Regions from separate parts of the Mus musculus genome. Here region 2 is linked to region 1. A link is a contact called in public ChIA-PET data. All regions are on one chromosome and are shown on one strand. Each heading gives the region's core, a stretch centred on a gene start, on an enhancer-like site or on the middle of the called end of the contact. The rest is flanking DNA. Distances are from core to core; before and after follow the strand shown.

What was found. ChIA-PET counts read pairs in DNA pulled down with a chosen protein or histone mark.
Region 2: a contact with region 1 is called in an RNA polymerase II ChIA-PET map of memory CD8 T cells, with 6 read pairs. The contact joins two enhancer-like sites. A contact is called at or near these places in 4 of 39 promoter capture datasets (the C10 cell line, cranial neural crest, frontonasal cranial neural crest and 1 more), 1 of 15 datasets of contacts at CTCF or cohesin (the NIH/3T3 cell line), 2 of 115 datasets of contacts at active chromatin or transcription factors (fetal liver and memory CD8 T cells) and 2 of 9 other capture datasets (embryonic stem cells and liver).

Annotation. Positions count from the first base shown.
Region 1 is chr5:105,441,495-105,444,654 of GRCm38.p6, reverse strand. The region is part of intron 1 of Lrrc8b (leucine rich repeat containing 8 family, member B); the gene reads right to left. Among named protein-coding and RNA genes, the nearest start is that of Lrrc8b, 27 kb to the right of the region's middle. Within about 2 kb of position 1,369, at least 92 of the 459 cell types and tissues checked have an H3K27ac peak or open chromatin away from gene starts, as enhancers often do. A contact at or near this core is called in memory CD8 T cells, where this site is marked.
Region 2 is chr5:105,838,372-105,841,656 of GRCm38.p6, reverse strand. No RefSeq gene overlaps it. Among named protein-coding and RNA genes, the nearest start is that of Zfp326, 37 kb to the left of the region's middle. Within about 2 kb of position 1,541, at least 11 of the 459 cell types and tissues checked have an H3K27ac peak or open chromatin away from gene starts, as enhancers often do. A contact at or near this core is called in memory CD8 T cells, where this site is marked.

The DNA.
Region 1 (3,160 bases), core at 120-2,619:
GTTTATAGTGTAGCAACCTTAATTAGTGTTTTAACTTTTTATTATGGGAAATTCCAACCACACACAAAAGCAGAGTGAGCATACCAGAGCCCACATGCCGACCAACAACATCATAATCACAATGCCCACCCTCTCTGAGTCATCTGAGTCACATTCTAGACATGGCTTATATTTCAATGTCTCCTAAGTAGACACCTGAAAAATATAACCAAAATATCATAAATATACCTGATGGTTTCCTATAAATATTTAACAATCTTCTGGAAAAGTGGGGCGGAGGGGGCTAGGCTTCAGAGACTTTGCTATATTCCATGGTATAAATATTCCCACTAAGGGTAATGTCAAGCCAACAAACATAAGTGCAATTGAGATGCACATATAACAAATGTGTCAACCTTATACAACACCTCAACTCTGCAGAAACACTGAGCATAGTTTATTTTATTTTATGTATATGTGCACCGTGTGCCCAAGGACAGAAGTAGTCAATGCATTTCCTGGTACTGGAATTAGGGATGGTTGTGAGCTGCCATGTGGGTGCTAGGAATTGAACCTGGGTCCTCTGGAAGAACAGCTAGAGGTCTTAATCAATGAGCTGTCCCTATAACTTAGTTTTTTGTTTTTTGTTTTCTTTTGTTTTAATGACCATTTAACAAGCGGCTTGCAAAATTCCCAAAAGCTTAGGTATTTTTGTAAAGATTTATTTATTATTATATGTAAGTACACTGTAGCTGTCTTCAGACATACCAGAAGAGGGTATCAGATCTCATTATGGATGGTTGTGAGCCACCATGTGGTTGCTCACATTTGAACTCAGGACCTTTGGAAGAGCAGTCAGTGCTCTTAACTGCTGAGCCGTCTCTCCAGCCCCTTAGGAGATTATTTTGATAAGCATGAGCACGTCGGCATTAATACCCTCAATTCACACTGAAAGAACTAATAATCCTTGACTCTCACCAGCTGTCCTCTGACTCTCTGTCCTCTCCCCTCTCTCTCTGAGGTAGAAGAGTCAAGCAGGAAACAGGGGAATGCTGGGAAACCACACCAAGGCGGGAGGCCCTTGAGCTGGCTGTGCGCGGCTTCCTGTTATAAACAGCCTGCTGTCACTGCTTCTGGGGGGCTAAATGAGATGCCCTCACTCACGTTCATCTCCATTTCACCAGGAAATTTTAGCTGTGCTTTTATCTTGAAGAAAAACAGTTTGCAAAGGAGCAGAAGGGGGAAGTTGGAAGTAGAAAACTATATCCACGCTGGAGCCCATGAGCTTAAGCTGCCAATGAATTCTAAGCTGAAGAAGATGGGCTATGATGGGAGTTTGCAAAAGCCGTCCATTATGTTTGCCCTTTAGCAACCACCACAGAGCATCGGGTGTGGAGGGGCAAGGGCAGACAGTACAGCTGTGACCTTCAGCCTGGAAGGTGCATGCTGGGCCATGACCCCACCCTAAGCTTACTACATTTAAGCAAAGCTCCAAGGTCCAACCAACCATTTTTTTTTTTTATTGTAAACTTTATTTTGTTTTTCTTTTAAAAACCATACTAGGTGGTGGCGCACACCTTTAATCCCAGCACTTGGGAGGCAGAGGCAGGTGGATTTCTGAGTTCCAGACCAGCCTGGTCTACAGAGTGAGTTCCAGGACAGCCTGGGCTATACAGAGAAACCCTGCCTCGGAAAAAAAACTAAAAAACTAAAAAAACAAAAAAAAAAAACAAAAACAAAAACTGTACTAGGAAGATTTATAACATGATAAAATAGGAAAAAGCAAGGGTCCTGCATGTGCTTTTCTTGTAGGTCTAAAAAGGATCGGCCCCTGCCTGGCCACACCCACATGTTTTCCAGCAGATCCTGAGCAGATGATGTCACCCACAATTACTCTAGCGCTGCAAACTCCCCTTTCCAGATCCCATGGCAGGAAACCTCTCTGATCATTCATATATATATATACCTATACACACACACACACACACACATACACACACACATATATATGTGTGTATGTATATGTGTGTGTGTATGTATGTATATATATATATGTCAAGACCTAATTATTAGTAGGGAAGAGCCCCATGGACAATTAGTTTTTGTAAAGTTTGCTGATATAATCACTGACTAAATTCCTTGTGTGAAAAATGTCTTGGGAAACTGAATGCCATCTGGGTAGGCAGACTGTATGGTGGGGTGGGAAAGGGACAACAGAGCTCAGGGGCCTGTCTGTGTCTCTTCTGTGCTCTGCTGTGTATATTGGGTGGGTCCTCTGAGCCTACCCATAAGGACAGAACAGCTGCTGCCGTTCCCCTTCAGGAAACTGTCATAATCCACTGTGATCGTGTCTCTGAAAACACCTCTGAAAGTGAGGTATACCATTCCCTGTATATGCAGAAATGGTTAGTTGTATAGGGAGACAACAACAACAACAACAACAACAACAACAACAACATCATCTATTGCTTTGGTCCTGAACACAGGAGGAGAATACTCTCAAAAGGAAAAAAAAAAGGGGGGGGGTGCAAAGAAAAATGGTGAAGATTGGATGGTGTTCATAGCCAACAAACAAACCAGGGGGGATATAAGGGTAATGCCATGTTTTCTATCAGGTCAGAAGTGGGTGAACTGAGGATCGACAAACGGGATTGCTAGCATTGCCGAGGCGCCCCCAAACATTCCTGTTGTATTAAATAATGAAATTAAAATTCGAGATTCAACACGTGATCCCCTCTTCAGATAAAGCTGCAGGCTGATCTAATGAAGTGGTTATCATTCTGCATTGGACACTCTCGGAGGCTTTGCTTCTCAGTGTTACATTCTGCTTTGCCAAAGCCAATGGATCACTTAAAATCGGCTGGCAAACATCTACTGAATCATGCCAGACACCACTGAATCCTCAAGGGACTTGAGATCTCATCACGTTCCGAGAGAGAGAGAGAGAGAGAGAGAGAGAGAGAGAGAGAGAGAGAGAGAGAAGAGGAGAGGAGAGGAGAGATCTGGATTTACCAACGAAATATCACTCTACAAACTACACTCAGGTTCAACCAGAAAGCAGCAGAGAGGCGTGGCCTGGGATATGATTAACACCATTGTAAATTTTTCTTACAAGAAAATGACAATTACAAGGGCTAGGGGTAAGGTTTGTGTTTTGTAAAAACAAACAAACAAACAAACA
Region 2 (3,285 bases), core at 292-2,791, 400 kb before region 1:
GGTCCACTTGTCTGTCTCTATACCAGTACCATGCAGTTTTTATCACAATTGCTCTGTAGTAAAGCTTTAGGTCAGGCATGGTGATTCCACCAGAGGTTCTTTTATCCTTGAGAAGAGTTTTTGCTATCCTCGGTTTTTTGTTATTCCAGATGAATTTGCTAATTGCTCCTTCTAATTCGTTGAAGAATTGAGTTGGAATTTTAATGGGGATTGCATTGAATCTGTAGATTGCTTTTGGCAAGATAGCCATTTTTACAATGTTGGTCCTGCCAATCCATGAGCATGGGAGATCTTTCCATCTTCTGAGATCTTCTTTAATTTCTTTCTTCAGGGACTTGAAGTTTTTATCATACAGATCTTTCACTTCCTTCGTTAGAGTCACGCCGAGATATTTTATATTATTTGTGGCTATTGAGAAGGGTGTTGTTTCCCTAATTTCTTTCTCAGCCTGTTTATTCTTTGTGTAGAGAAAGGCCATTGACTTGTTTGAGTTTATTTTATATCCAGCTACTTCACCGAAGCTGTTTATCAGGTTTAGGAGTTCTCTGTTGGAATTTTTAGGGTCACTTATATATACTATCATATCATCTGCAAAAAGTGATATTTTGACTTCCTCTTTTCCAATTTGTATCCCCTTGATCTCCTTTTGTTGTCGAATTGCTCTGGCTAATACTTCAAGTACTATGTTGAAAAGGTAGGGAGAAAGTGGGCAGCCTTGTCTAGTCCCTGATTTTAGTGGGATTGCTTCCAGCTTCTCTCCATTTACTTTGATGTTGGCTACTGGTTTGCTGTAGATTGCTTTTATCATGTTTAGGTATTGGCCTTGAATTCCTGATCTTTCCAGAACTTTTATCATGAATGGGTGTTGGATCTTGTCAAATGCTTTTTCTGCATCTAACGAGATGATCATGTGGTTTTTGTCTTTGAGTTTGTTTATATAATGGATTACATTGATGGATTTTCGTATATTAAACCATCCCTGCATCCCTGGAATAAAACCTACTTGGTCAGGATGGATGATGCTCTGCGTCTTTTCTATAGCTCTATGATGAGTATCTCAATCTCAACTCGGTGTGTCCCTGAAATCCACCCACCACTTTAGCAAGCTGACACGAGGGGAGACCACAGGAGCCCTGAGTAAGAGCTACTCAGTCAGAAGTACAAGCTACAACCTGAGGCTTGCAATTAAAATCTAACGGGAAGGCAAGGAGCGTTTCTGCAGATCTGAGCCTTCAGCCTGTGAGGGCCGACGCTACCGAGTTAAATCATAGAACAGGTTGGTGTTGGAAACCTCCCACACAGATACCTAGTGTCAGAAATTCTGTTCTGAATGGTGTGTACGAGAAAACAAAACAAAACAAAAAGGAACAAAACAACACAAAACAAAAGCCACACGCACGCGTTGGTGGTTTTTATCTGTCAGCTACTTTTCTGTTGCTGTGATAAACCACCACAAGCAAGGAAACGTACAGAAGGAGGAGGTCACTTGAGCTTGCAGTTCCAGAGGGTGGAGTCATTTGTGGGGGCGGTGAGAGGCATCATAGCAAGGCATCATAACAGCTGGATCTGGAAGCTGAGTGCTCACACCTCAACCACAAGCATGTAGCAGAGAGAGCAAACTGAAAGCAGGCAAGACTGCTTTTCCATCTCACAGCCTGAGTCTGGCTGGTGTCATGCTTCCTCCAGCCAGACCTCACGGCCAGACCCTCCACGAAACAGCGCCACCCACCGACTGGGAACCAAGTATTCAAATATCTGAGATCATGCGGGACCTTTCTCCCTCAAACCACCACACAAGCAGCATCTTTTTTTAAAGTACTGTGTTCTAAAAATCACGCATGCACGCTGTGGCATGCTAGCAGTGCCTCATTTCTTCTTCCTACTTAATGATACTTTGCTAGAGGGACCGACAGCATTGTGCATTACCTGTTCATCTGGACTAAAAGTTTTATAAACATAGGTTTTCGTTTCTGTTAAGTATATACTTAGGAGCTAGAGAAATGGTTCCACAGTTAGGAGAACTTGCTGAGCAATTTTGAGACCCAGAGTTCATATTCCAACACACTAGCCAGGCATATTGTATATACCTATACAACCCTAAAAGCAGTGGAGAAAGGGGGAACTTGCTGGTTTTCAGCCTACAATGCAACTCTAGGTTCAGGGAGAGACCCTGCTTAAAAGAATAAGCAAAGGAGGACACACACACTCACACACACAATGCTGTAGAGATGGCTCGGCAGTGAAGAGCACTACCTGCAACTCTGGAGGACCCAAGTTTGATTCCTAGCGAGCACATGGAAGCAATTCCAGTTCCAGACACTCTGACACCCTCTTGGCCTCTACTAGCACCAGGTGTAGAAGTGGCACACTGACAGACATCAGACAAAACACCCACACACATGAAGTAAAATAGTTTTTATGGGAAACAAAAACAAATTTTTATACACTATATACTTAGAAATACTATATACTTAGAACACACTATATACTTAGAAATACTATATACTTAGAACACACTATATACTTAGAAACACTATATACTTAGAAATAGGACAGCTGGACCACATAGAATGATAGCTAATCTTCTTGTCAGGGACTGAACTTCAAAGCACACAGGACAGTGGGAACACACGGGTCAGTGGGAGCACACAGGACAGTGGGAGCACACAGGACAGTGGGAGCACACAGGACAGTGGGAACACACAGGTCAGTGGGAGCACACAGGACAGTGGGAGCACACAGGACAGTGGGAACATACAGGACAATGGGAGCACACAGGACAGTGGGAACACACGGGTCAGTGGGAGCACACAGGACAGTGGGAACACACGGGTCAGTGGGAACACACGGGTCAGTGGGAGCACACAGGAGAGTGGGAGCACACGGGACAGTGAGAGCACACAGGAGAGTGGGAGCACACAGGACAGTGGGGGCACACAGGACAGTGGGAGCACACAGGAGAATGGGAGCACATAGAGAGTCGGAACACATGGATCAGTAGGAGCACACGGGTCAGTGGGAGCACACAGGACAGTGGGAGCACACAGGACAGTGGGAACACACGGGTCAGTGGGAACACACGGGTCAGTGGGAGCACACAGGAGAGTGGGAGCACACAGGACAGTGAGAGCACACAGGAGAGTGGGAGCACACAGGACAGTGGGGGCACACAGGACAGTGGGAGCACACAGGAGAATGGGAGCACATAGAGAGTCGGAACACATGGATCAGTAGGAGCACACGGGTCAGTGGGAGCACACAGGACAGTGGGAGCACACAGGACAG